Linked DNA regions of Mus musculus: all the other regions are linked to region 1. A link is a contact called in public promoter capture Hi-C data. All regions are on one chromosome and are shown on one strand. The core of a region is the stretch at or near the end of the contact, and the rest is flanking DNA. Distances in the headings are between cores, read along the strand shown.

Region 1 (4,361 bases), core at 512-3,011:
TCTGCTAAGGTCTTGCCCAGAGATTATCTCCCTCTTGGCCTGGATTTCCTACTTTCCAACATAAACTTTCCAGTTAGACAGGTTCCTTTGCCCATCGATTCCTTTCTTCCATCTGGAGAGCTTTCCTGATTTCCCCATCACATCTTTTTCCTAATTTTCTTTTAATGCTCAAGTTTAGGCTGCCATTGACATTTCAATAACTAAAAGCATGCCCTTCCTTCGTCATCGTGGCAAATGTCAGAAGCCCTACTTACTCAGATACTAAGGCAGGAGGATTGTTTAAATGTGCAGAAGTTTGGGACAGTTGTCTGCGCAATACAAAGAAACCCTGCCTCATACCCTCTAAAAAGGCATGCCTGTAGAACTCTCAAGCAATATGTGTAATACTCCTACAAGAGAAATATGGCTCAAAGGGGTTTGTGAAATCCTGGTTATTGTTCAACCTTTCATATCATTAGAATACAGCTGATCCTACACTTACAAGCTTGTTTCTTATATGTATGTGTAAGGCCTGAGTCCGATCCCCAGGAATAAGTGTACACACACACACACACACACACACACACACACACACACACACACTACTTGTTTGTTTTTATTTTATAAAAGGAAACAATAACTTCATGATAAACCAGATGAACAGGATCTTAAACAAACGTGCCTCCAGTTAGCCTTAGCAAGAATGCAACAGAGCAAGGACACACACCATTTGCATTAATTCTGCCACTAGGAAACCCGGGGAAAAAAAAAAAAAGACAAAACAAACAGCCCCACCCCCAACCAGATCAAGTTACTCCTAGAAAATAAACGACTCTTCTGAGCATTTGTAAACATAGCCCTAGGGAAGCAGAAAGACAGGTAGATCACTACCAAACCGGCTAGCCAAATCTATAAACTCCAGGTTCAGTGAGAAACCTGGAGGGCAATTGATGAAGACATCTGATAGGAACTTCTGGACTCCACATGAGTGCACGACAGACAGACGACACACATGAATGAAATGTAATCTAAAATTATTTTTTTAAATAAAAAAAGACTATGTTTTCCAGATTGTTGGTGCCGTGAAACCCTAAAGCTTTTCTTTGAAACATTTCTGTATGTCCTACTCAGTGGGCTGTCAGTAGTTGATTGCTAACACAAAATGTCTTTCACTTTCACTATTTCAGATTCCGTAACTGTTGTTATTAGAAAGGCCCCCTTGCCTCCTTAGAAATCGATGTAATGTACACATTCTTTAGAGTTCAAAACCTGTCAGGCATTTCCCATTACAAATCATCAAATCCATAAACCCAAATAATACATGTCCTTGAATTGAACCAAAACAACAACAAAAAAAGGAAACAACCATATGCGAGTTCAAGTACTATTGGAGAATTGAACCAATTGTTATTCCGTTATCAAATATACTTACTTATTTATTTTCAAAGAGTAGCTACAAACGTTTGCAAGGAAAAAAACAAAACCAAAACAAACAAAAAACCCAAACCAAATCAGCACAATCCTTTACAGTGAGTACTCATACATTTATCGACATTCAGAGAGCTTTCCGAAGTTAGAAAATTAACTCCATGCACCTTTCAGTGCGGGGGTGGGACGACTCTCCAGGGAACCCTCGCTCAGCCCTGCAGCCGGGAGGGGAGGGCGCACGGGGCGTCGCGCAGAGCCTGGCGCAGACCCCGCCCGAGCTGGCGGCACCGCCCTGCGGCCCGCAGTTGGCTGTCCCCGAGGCCCGCCCCACCGTCCCGCCGTCCGGCCGCCCCTCTGTCCGCCTGCCCCCGCCGCGGAGCCCGCCAGTCCCGTCCGCCGCCGTCCATCCCGCCATGGCTGCGCGCCTGCTCCTCCGCTCCCTGCGCGTCCTGAGCGCCCGCTCGGCGCCACGCCCGCTGCCCTCCGCCCGGTGAGTGCGGGTACAGCCTGGGGTACCGGCAGCCGGGGCGGCGGAGCTCTGGGGATGGGGTGTGACGCGCTACGGTCAAGCCGGGGCGACGCGGCCGGAGGAAGGGACCGGGCCTTCTCTCCGGAACCCGGGGCTGCCCGCTGTGGCGTGGAGAACTCGGGGTGTCCCCACCACGGTCCGCCGCGCCCCAAAAGGCAAGGCAACCCCTAATGCTCGCTCCAGGCCTGGGCCCCGCCCCACGTCCTACAGTGTCCCGTGAACTGACTTTGAAAGTGTTGTCCCAGCTTTAGCGGGAGCGATCACCCCCTGGGCGCTCTGCCACCGAGTAGTGCGACCTTTAGCCCAGTTGGAACGGAGACTGGGGACTGCCACCTGACAGTGAACTTGGGACTTGGTGTGCGGAGGCGGGGACCGGAAGACCAGAGCAACTTCAATCATCCCGACTCAGGCGTCCAGGCGTAGGCCCCATCTGATAAATTAGTTGTACACTTATTACTAAATCCTTAAACTAATTAAATGTAGAGGGATTAATGGGCAGCTCCCAAGAGCTTTAGAGACTTTTGGGGGTGTTTATACTGAGATCAAGTTTTACCTGTCTAAAAATCCATTCCTTGGATAAAGCAGACTGGAAGTGTAAAGCTTTGTTAATTATGGTGGCAGGACATTTAAATGAGCTAATTAGCACATTGTTGCGAAGTACAATACAGTGCTGTGGTAAAGCTTATCCATCCGGAGGAGACTTGGGAAAGTTCCGAGGACTTTAAGATAGGAATGCTTTTCTATTCTCCGGAGGAAGTGATGTTCTGACGCTCTTAAAATTAGAGCACCCTGAAGATGAACAGAGACACCTGCATCGGTGGCAAAGGACAGGCCAGCTGACTCATTGCTGGATGCTGCGAAAGGGTGTGTTCCTATTGTTCTAGCTTTTCTTATTTCTTTTTATGTTAATAATATTTCTGTATTTTTTTAATTAGAGAACCCCCCAAATGATCTTATTTTGATTCAAGTGTGGGAAGAAGCTCTGCCTTACAGAGGATTATTGGAGAATGGTCAGTGAGCCAGGAGCTATAGTTTTATCGTCACGGGTTTCTTAAAGGGTTATGAGTATAATGGCCAACGATCCAGTTGAAAGGCAGTCTGAGTCAGCATTTATGGAGCGAGGCCTAGGCTGAGCCCAAGAACGTTTACATCCAGCTGCCAGGGCCTGAGTGTGCCAATGGGTCATTTCATTTAGTCTGACTTTTTTTTATGTAAATGAGGCTTTAAAGCGGTGGCCCAGGCCTGTAATTCCCCCTCCACACACACTGGAGGCAGAGGCCAGGGGATCATGATGAATTTGAAGCTTCCTTGGAGCTGCTTAGTGAGACCCTGACTTAAAAGACAGAGAAAACAACGGACACTAGCCTGAAGGCTATTGATTTGTTCAGTACAGGTGTCTCCAAACTGAAAATTGATGTTTCACCAAACTTAACTGCCAAGTAAATGATAGCAGGAAAGTGTTTATTTATGCATTTCTTTTTTCTGTAGTTAGAAATATTACATTTTTTTTCTTAGCATATTATAGGGTGTACCATTTTAAGACCCAGACAGATTTACACACAAGTTCTCTACTTTATAGTGATAAACAATTCCACCTGAATCTCAGAAGCCTGGTATTCTAATCTCAGCGTTGCTTTTACACGGAGGACAAATATATACTTTAAAATGCTTACCTCATAGCAATAAATTGAAAGCAGTCATCTCAGTTATTAGGGATAAAATAAACTTTGTTGTGATCTGAGAAACCACCTGCAGGTCTTGTGCCTGGTTTTCTCTGACCTTTAAAGCTTGGATAGCAGTTTGGTGTCTCTGGTGACCGGTGTGACCTCACTGTAGGAAGTAATCACTAGGATTTGGCCTGTTCCTCTTCCCAGTTGCTTTCTCTTCCTAGTGTTTGTGGTTCAAGATGTGAGCTCTCGGCTTCTTGCCTGAGCCCTCTGTTTATTGTCATGCCTTCTGGCCCCAATGGTAGTAGACCCTTATCCCTCTGTAGCTGTAAGCCCAAGCAAACCCTTTCTTCCATGGCTATGGAATATTATCACACCAACAGAAAAGAACCCAATATAGTACCATATTTTCATCCTCCATTCATCTGTCTTTCCCTCAGTATATACTTTTGCCATCTTTATCAGAGATTAGGGAGTTAGAGATGCCAGCATCTATATTTGTGTCCCTTGTTCCATTGGTTTGTGCGTGTGCGTGTGCGTGTGCGTGTGTGTGTGTGTGTGTGTGTGTGTGTGTGTGTGTGTGTGTTTGCGTTCTGTTGCCCTTACTATGCTGTTTCTATTACAATGGCTTGGTAATGTAGCTCACACGCAGGGTGATGATACCTCCAGCAGTATTCTTTTGTTCAGGGTTGCTTTAGCCATCCTTGGTGTTTTGTGCCTCCATATAAATTTTAAAATCTTTTTTTTCCAACTTCTTT
Region 2 (4,361 bases), core at 836-3,335, 400 kb after region 1:
TGCTCCATCAATAACTCCCATTACACTGGCTTATTCACACTTGATTCACACTTATTCACATTTGATGCTAAGGTCCTTTGTGGTTTCCTTGGCTCTCCTCTCAATATGGGATGTCTTCCTGTACACCTTGTGTCTTTGCCCATGCATCACATTAACAATTAAGCCTTATCTAATCATTGTCTATGAAATAACCCCCTTACCACATCTCTTCTGATATACTTTGTTACTTTTCTCCACAGTGTGTCTCACCATCTATCTTATTAAGTATTTTATGTATCTAGTCGTCTGTGTTCTTTCTGCCTCCTGCTAGTGTGTAAACTCTGGGCTTTGTTTATGTCTTTGCCCTACCCCAACAGGATGGAACTATGTCTGGTACATGGTAAATGCTCACTGATATTTGTCAGTTGAAGTAACTTTTGGCGTTAATAGGATTCAGTCTTTCCTCGGGGTAAATTATCATACAGAGAGAATATGGAAATAATCATTAAATGGTGAGAATCACATACCACACAAGAGGCTTCATATTGCTTCCCCAGTTTAGGCCTCAAAAATGCACTGAAAAATTAGTAAAGGTTTTTGTTATAAACATGAGCAAAACTATTTTTAAGGCATCTCTATGACATATTTTTCAATGACTAGGGCATGGCGGTATGAAACTCAGACTTCATGCTTCTGTATCGCTTGTTGATGAGCAGATATTGGATAGCTGACAACATTTGCTATTACACATTAATTACACACACGAAAAAGACTTTGCTCTTCATAATTTCCCATGCCGCTCTTATTTTGAAGACTTTTTTCTTAACTATTAAAATTCTAAATCGTCCATGGTCAGAATTGGTGCATTCCCCGTGCATGCAGTTATCTTTCAAACTGAAAAATGAGCTCGGATGTGGGTCATAATTCCCAGCGTCTTATTTTTATATGTACTCAATTTCTAAAATAACGAGAAAGCCCTTTACTGTTTATTGGCCGGGGTGTCAGGCCTGGCCAGGTGAAAGAAATCTATCAAAAATCATTTTGCCCAGGGGCTTTAACCATGAAGACGAGGCTGGCTGTATCCAAGCAAACATGGTTAACAAGTGGGCACAGCAGACATGCCAAACAAGCTAGAAAACAACAGGTCACCAGGCAAGGATTACAGCAGGAGATGGAGGGGGAATTGGAGGCGCAAGCTGGTTCAGTCCCAATTACCTTCCTAGCTCCCCGCCCCCTCTGCCCAGGCTCTCTGCCCTCCCATCCCTACCTCCTCAATAATGTATATATTTATTAGAAAACTGACAATCTGCTTGTTGTCAAACTTCAGTGAGATCTATCTATATTTTTTCATGCGTGCTTTTAAGTGGGTGCAGAGGGCTGTCTTTCCACCCTAGAGACGTTGCTAGCTGCAGGCTGCGGCACGGCCTCAGTGGCGGGGTTGGTTGCGGTGGCGACGACCCGGCGACCCCCCGAGCGCCACCTCTTGCCCCGCGCCCCTCACCTGGTTTGCCGCCACAGGAAGGTCTGGATGGGCAGAGGGATGCCGCGGCCGCCGTCCTGCTCCTGGCCCTCGGAGCTCTTCCTCTTCACCATGATGGTGGCTCCCGGGAGTCCTACCGCAGAACCCAGCGCGGGTTCCTCGCCGGCCGCCGCCGCCTCCTCGTCGCGCTGCTCCCCCCAGCTCTCATCCCCTCCTTCCCCGAGGCAGAGGCGGCTCTCCTCGCCGCCGGCCCCCGGCTCTCGCCCCTTCCCCCAGCCCTCCCCGCGCGCGGAACATGGCTGATGGAGGAGGGGAGGGCCGGAGGAGCGGCGCGGCGCGGAGGGGGGCGCTCGGAGCAGACGGCCGGCCCGCCGCCCCCGCGCCCTGCTTTCAGCACCTCCCACTGTGGACAGCGGCCCGCGCGGGGCAGCCCAGCCGCGGAGCAGAGCCGGGGGCCGGGGCTGCAGCTGCGGGGTGGCCGCGGGAGTCCACGCTCCGCATGGCACGGGCACGCCGGTCCCCCACGCGGCCTCTTCGGCACCCAGGGTTCTGCTTGCTCCTCTCGGAGTGCACCCCAGCAGTGTCCCCTGTCCTGCTTCCCAACCTCTGCGTCCGAAGGAAGGACTGTCGACCTCTGGGGAGGAGGAGCTTTGGAGAGCCGCAGAGCTCTGGCATCATTCGCACCTCTTGCAAAGAGGTCAGCAGTCCATCTCGGGTTTAGCAAGAAGGCAGGGGGGAATTGCTAGAAAATGAAATCAGGGCAGGAGGCTGGCTTGGCAAGTGGGAGGAAACTGAGAAGTTTTCCTATGTGAGAATTTGTTTTTACTGATAACTGCGAAGAAGTCTCCCGGGCTTGATTTACTAAAGCAGGGTGGGACAAACTACCCAGCTGTGGGTTTCCGCTAGTTGCAAACTGGGAGGCAACGTTTGAATCACACGAAGCATTATTTTTATAGGTCGTTAAATGCACTTTGGTGATCTTGTTCTCACTGCTGCCATGTTCCTTCCGTGTATAAACGTCCGCGTAATTTATAGCTGTATTCCTTTAACAAGTATTATCTAACATTGAGGCAAGTGGGGGTGAGGTGAGGTTGGATGACGCAGCCCGACTTCAAAACCAATGCTGTAGACTTATCTATTTGCAAACATTCAAAACAAAAGAAAACAAACAACATACAACAACAACAAAACATAGCAAACATGTTATTTAAACGGAGATGAGTGTACAACTTGAAATGACAAGTCAGATCTTCGGCCTTTATCTTAGGAGCTAGGACATGACATCCTCTGTTAACAACTCGCATAACCCACATGGAGAAAACTATGATACATAGTGATCTTAAGGACCCAGAAATAAACTTTTTATTTACCTTCTTGAAGGTAAATAAGGATCTAAAAAATAAGTATTTTACTTTAGATAGTGTCTTGCTAGGGAGCCCAAGCTTCCCTCAAACAATCACCTACCTCCCATCTCATTTGTCCTAGTGCCAGGATTGGAGAGATGCACACCCAGCAAAATATAGATCTTAAAACATACTAAGATAGAAACCAGATAAAGTGTGTTTGATGGATATTTATTAAGTGTATTTATGCCAGGAACTGTATTTATGTTGATTCCTGTTCACAAAAGGCTCCCAGTGTTTAAGGGAAGACAGCCATATGCAGAGAAGAGTTTATAGCAAACATGAGCATAAGTTCAGTTGTGAGCAGACAAGGAAGAAGATACAGGCAGGTATCGGTTGTTGGAAAGGAACCTTCCTGCCAGTGAAATGAAATCGTGAAATGAAATCGTCCTTTCCTTTTTGTGTGGTTGATGTGAAAAGGGTAAACAGGGGAACTAGAAAAGTGTGCTTTGATAGCCCAAGTCAATGTCGTGATACAAAATTACAAGCTAGACATAATAGGACGTGATAGACAAGTGGGTATGGGGTGGGGGTGGGGGACCAGCAGAGGCAAAGTACTTAAGGTTTGAACTAGATGGTTTGGGCTCTAACCCACTGTGTGCTAGATATATACCCTTTGGAAAGAAAAAGCTTTGCCAAGGCCTCTAATGATGACAAGATGCTAATAGTCTATTGACTATTCTGCCATCAGAAAATACCAACCAAATCTTCAAGTTTTGACAATTAAATAGATAGTGATTTCGTTTAAAAAGAAGAAAAGAATATGCAAGGAAGGGCATGTGCCTGAGTATGTGGTGGTGACTGTGGGGATGTTAACAAGTTATTCTGGGTTCTTCATTGTAAATTCCAACGACCATCACGAGGAGTCAGCTACACAGGTACATGTGGACTTCAGACGACACAGTAGGAAGACCGATTTTGTGGTTTATATTATATAGAATGTCACTGAAACTTGATAGTAGATGAGATTCAGGTTAATATGCAGGAGATAAAAGATGAACTTGATTTGGAAATATAGGAGATATCAGCTTTAGTATATGATCAGAAAGGACACTGTCAAAAGGAGACAGCTTAGGCTAAAATAATGTCCACTAGTAGAATTCGAAAGAAGTCTCAAAGACTCCCATTCTTTTCTGTTCCCACATATTTTCTCCTAGAACCTCAATGAAACTCTACTTTGAATGATGCTATGAAATGGTTTATACAAACCTTCTGTGTTTAACAATATTAATAGGCTTTGTGTTTTAGATAAGTTTCAAGCTAATAATTAATAATAATAATAAAAAAGAACAGACACTGCCAAGTTCCCATATTCTCCTTTGCCCTCCACTCACAGCTTTTTTTCCATTATTAAAATGTTACATTATTATGAATAAGGCTGCTATGAACATAGTGGAGCAGGAGTTCTTATTACCAGTTGGAACTTCTTCTGGGTATATGCCCAGGAGAGGTATTGCTGGATCTTCCGGTAGTATTGTGTCCAATTTTCTGAGGAACCT
Region 3 (4,361 bases), core at 1,298-3,797, 260 kb before region 1:
GAGTGTCTTTCACAATCCATTTACTATCTGTAACTAGCTGTTCTGTTACTAACCTTTAAAAACTGCTCCCATGCCCTTCAATGACAATTATGTAAATATACTCTAATGACTTTTAACTATCTTTAAAATACTGTGCCCACATCAAAAAGAATTAATTTGGATGTGTATTTCTTAGAAAATTGAGTTTTAAAAGAGAAGGCAAAAAAAAAATCATACATAAAGGACTATTTCAAAATAAGTGACTAAGAACACAGGTCCCCCTTGGACTCTGTGGGACTTTAATTCACTACCATGAAGCTTAAGAACTTCCATTTTTCATGCCTGGCATTCCTCCAAAGTTCTGGCCAGTAATGACTGTATGTGAGTAATGGCTTTTGCACCTTGAAATGATGGCTTATTCCTCCTGAAAATTTGTCATTCTTAGCTATGAACTATGGAAGACCCTTGAAACAGATCTACCACCATGAGCTAGAACTGCTTTCCCAGGGGTCGGTCCACATAATTAGCTCATGTTGTTGTGTGGTAATTGCTGTGTAGAGTGCTTGCTGAGTCTAGGGATCTGATTTATAATTATTGTGGCCTCCACTATTCATTGCTCTGTTTTTGGTATTTAACAGAGACCTGCTCATCCTTAGCTACCCACTTCTGTGAGAATAAAGTGGTCCAGGTGACACAGTTCAGAAATATGACAAAGCACTTAAACTGTAGATGGTACTGTTGTCCTTACAGTTTCTTCTCTTCAAGATGGCATGTGATGTCTTCAAGGCATTGAAACACTTAACTAAAGCTAAACCACCATTCTCTGTATATCAAGGTACTATGTCCTTATTGATGCTTTAGAATATCCATTCTCCTTTCTGGCTTCCATCTTATTATCAAAATGAATCCAACATGGCTTTCTTAGGCTTTGTAATAAATTCTCAGGGTAGCAGGCTCAAGTTGGTATCATGTCATTGATGTAAGCATAAGTGTCTCTCTCCCTTTCCCTCCCACTCCTCCTCCCCTTCCCCATCCTCCTCTTCCTCTCCCTACCCTCCATGCCACCATCCTTTCCTTCCACCCTCTTTTTCTCTCCCACCAGTCTTCTTATGTCTCTCTCCTGTCCCTGGAATCTATAAGAACCTATAGAAATTGCCTGTTCCCACACATGCCAGAATCCAAAGCCCCTGAAATCCTGACCAAGGCATTATAAGCAAAAGAATCTCTTTTGGTATAGCATTGGAAATGTAAATGAGCTAAATACCTAATAAAAAATGGAAAAAAAAAAAGAGTCAAATGTCAAAAAAAAAAAAAAAGGAATCTAAGGAGCACCAGGACAATTTTTAGTCAGCCTACTATGCACCCAAACTACAAGCAGAATTCCCAGTGCTACTCAACCTGTTTTTACTCAACACTGAAAAAGAATGGTGTTTTTTTTCTACTTTTTTATAGCTCTTTGCTCTAAAGAAACAGTGTATTGAAGCTACTATGATTTCTGAAGCTTTGTATTCAGTAAAGAAGTGTTTCATTGACCAAGTCCCCATGATGCAATTAGCCTTCTCCAGTGAGAAATATCATAAAGAGATAGGAAAAGGTAGAGGTTCCTATAGGGATTTCATAACCAGGGGTGGGGGTAGGAGGGAAAGAATTTACTTTTCCACTGTGACCTTGGCCTCTCTGCTACAGATAAACCTGGACAGACAGATTTTTCAGCTGCTGTTTGCCTCAAAATCTGATTCTGCAAAAAGGAGAATCATAAATTTTTCCTCTGATAAGAAGGTTAAGAGAGCATGGAAATGCTGTCTTCCTCTGTGTACAGGGATATCCAATATTAAAAATTCGTAGATATTTTTCTTCTAAACTTTTAAAACCTTATATGTCTAGGAAGAAACCTTTTCAGTTAAGCCATTATAAAACAAAGGCTTAGCATACTTGGGGGCGGGGGGGGAGTATTCCTTGTGTACATAGAACCTGCTTCTTTCAACTCAGACCATTAGCAATAAAATCAAGGCATAAACTAAACTATGATAACTTTTTTAAGTGTACCCTTTTCCTAGTAGTACACTTATAGTTTATATGTCCGTAGAAACTGGAGTCATTCTTCATATTGGATAAATATCACCTCCACCTTACTCAGAGAAGATTAAAAATAATCATTTGCCATATCAATGGATTCTATGGTAAAGCACTTTTTTAATAAACAACTTTGTTCGAAGCTGTATTTGCCCTGTCAGCACCACATTGGCTTCGCTGCAAAACTGTGTCCAGTGCATTATCATCAGACACAAGAAACAGGGGTGTTACCTTCACAGAAAGGAGCCTGATGCCAGGTCTGGAGAAGTCCCACTGTCGCTTCGTAGTCACATTGGCAAAACCAAAGCCACTCTTCAGGGTCTTCACCACTTTGCAAGCTGTCAAAATCCTCGTCATTTTGAAGATGTTTTGTGACTAAAATTAAATCACAAATATCTCATGAGATTTTGATGTCCAATTTGTTTGTAACCAGTGTGAAAGAAAGCTGTGTGGCGACAGTACAGTTGAGGCTGTAGGCTGACTGCACAGCGATCTTTGACTCCCCATTCATTCTGCCATTAAATAACCTATCTACAGCTCCTCCTTTCCTTAGCCCCTCCTCCCAAGCTGATGTCCAGAGATGTTCCAATGGACATGTCATACAAATTGCAACATAACAAGTGGCACCTTCTCCTGTGGAAATCATGATACTGCTGTAGCAAGCAAGCTAGCCATCAAAGGAGTTGCTTATGTAGCTGAATAACATGACCCAGGCATGGTAAACAGCCTTAGGTGTACTCCTTCTTCAAAGGGCAGTACCTTGCTAATAATGCAAAAGATCAAACACTTTGCTAAGTTGGAAATGGTGCCTCATTCACTTCAGAATCCATTTGGATTTCAAGAAAACCCAAATATGGAAAAGGTTTCTGCTTGAAAAAGGATGATGGAAACCACATCCAGTAAAGAAAATATCAAAACAAACATTCCTCTACAAATATACAGAAAACATCTGAGTTACTTGGGAAGAGAAACTACTAATGAAGTAATATATTATATTTCTATTACAACACTCTTCTTCATTCTAGATTTTAAAGCTATTGGTAACCCTAATCAGAACACAAGGGAACAAAGGAATTTACTGTGTATCTCCAGATCTCTTAAGCCTGTAAAAATGAGAATAGAACAATGGGAAACAATTTAATATAAACATTAATCTCAATTATTTAGTGATTTAAGTATCACCTAAGATAATGCAAGATTTGGGCATTTGTGTTTTGACCTAAATACAATTACTCAATTCATGCTTTAGCCACAGGTAAGAGTGGGCAGTCAAAGGGTCACATTGGCTAGCAGGGCATCTCACTTAAGCCAAGGCACATAAAGAGAAGGCAGCCCCACAGCATCATTGCCAGACAGCCTTGAAGGCCAGGAAATGTAAGCTGTGAAGACTTACTCCTTAGGATTTCCATAGTGAAGGTGATGACATAAAGGTATGTTAATTTCACTGACATAGTGTCAATGCTGGAAGGGAAAATACGAACCCACAAATAAGTATCAAAGCAGAGCTTAAATCCTCTGTCTTGATGCATTAGTATAGAAACATTCACTGGGGTCAAACTATTTGAAAAAATAGTTAAAATTCTTAAACTCAAAATAGAAAATTCATACATTGGGACTCCACACGCAACCTCAAGATTGGAAAGCCCGGAAATGGATAAATAATGAATAAAATGGTGAGTGTCTTTGGAATTAAGTGCCCAGATAGACTAGAACTTACAACCAAACTGTCAAACATTATGACATGAAGGAGGAAGCTTACACTTGGGCAAGTCAAAGGGGTGGGGCTTAGGACATGATGGGTAGGGATCACGAAAGTCAGGCAAGAAAAATTTAAAAGAATAGTACACTTTCATGAAAGACATTCTTCATAATATTTTGAATTTTTCCCACATTGCTATGATTCTTTCCTTACATAAGCTGCATACATTCAGCTAAGGAGGGTGTCCAGAATATATCACGGACACAGATGATGGGCCTTGTCTTAGAAAATTTACTGCTTATAAGCCAGGACATTGTGGGTCTCTACGTTTATATAATTCATTTGTCTGGAAAAGTAAAATTATTTTACACAGTAACTTTCCCTCTGTTACTCATGCACTTACCATAGTTGTCACTGTCTATAGCTTTATTATTTTCTTGTATGTAATCCCACATAGAGAAATAAAATCAAGGCATTTATCACATTTGGAAGAATTACAAACATTCCTTTTAATTTAATGCTCAAAAAGCATTTTATTCTTTTCCATAAATTGAAATGTAAATTCATTTTCTCTCTCTCTCTCTCTCTCTCTCTCTCTCTCTTTCTCTCT

Evidence for each region. Promoter capture Hi-C pulls out the DNA fragments that hold promoters and counts their contacts.
Region 2: a contact with region 1 is called in a promoter capture Hi-C map of embryonic stem cells, with 4 times the contacts expected there. The contact joins the promoter of Unc80 here to the promoter of Acadl in region 1. A contact is called at or near these places in 3 of 39 promoter capture datasets (cranial neural crest, embryonic stem cells and stem cell-derived epiblast-like cells).
Region 3: a contact with region 1 is called in a promoter capture Hi-C map of liver, with 2.8 times the contacts expected there. The contact joins the promoter of Cps1 here to the promoter of Acadl in region 1. A contact is called at or near these places in 6 of 39 promoter capture datasets (3T3-L1-derived adipocytes, embryonic stem cells, hippocampal neurons and 2 more) and 1 of 9 other capture datasets (pancreatic islet).

The regions. Positions count from the first base shown.
Region 1 is chr1:66,860,709-66,865,069 of GRCm38.p6, reverse strand. It overlaps Acadl (acyl-Coenzyme A dehydrogenase, long-chain), which reads left to right and starts at 1,761. Exons shown (of 11, transcript NM_007381.4): 1 at 1,761-1,897. The coding sequence starts at 1,821.
Region 2 is chr1:66,465,658-66,470,018 of GRCm38.p6, reverse strand. Unc80 (unc-80, NALCN activator) reads right to left here and starts at 2,085. Exons shown (of 65, transcript NM_001368824.1): 1 at 1,481-2,085; 2 at 507-555. The coding sequence starts at 1,572.
Region 3 is chr1:67,121,213-67,125,573 of GRCm38.p6, reverse strand. It overlaps Cps1 (carbamoyl-phosphate synthetase 1), which reads right to left and starts at 2,547. Exons shown (of 38, transcript NM_001080809.2): 1 at 2,284-2,547. The coding sequence starts at 2,409.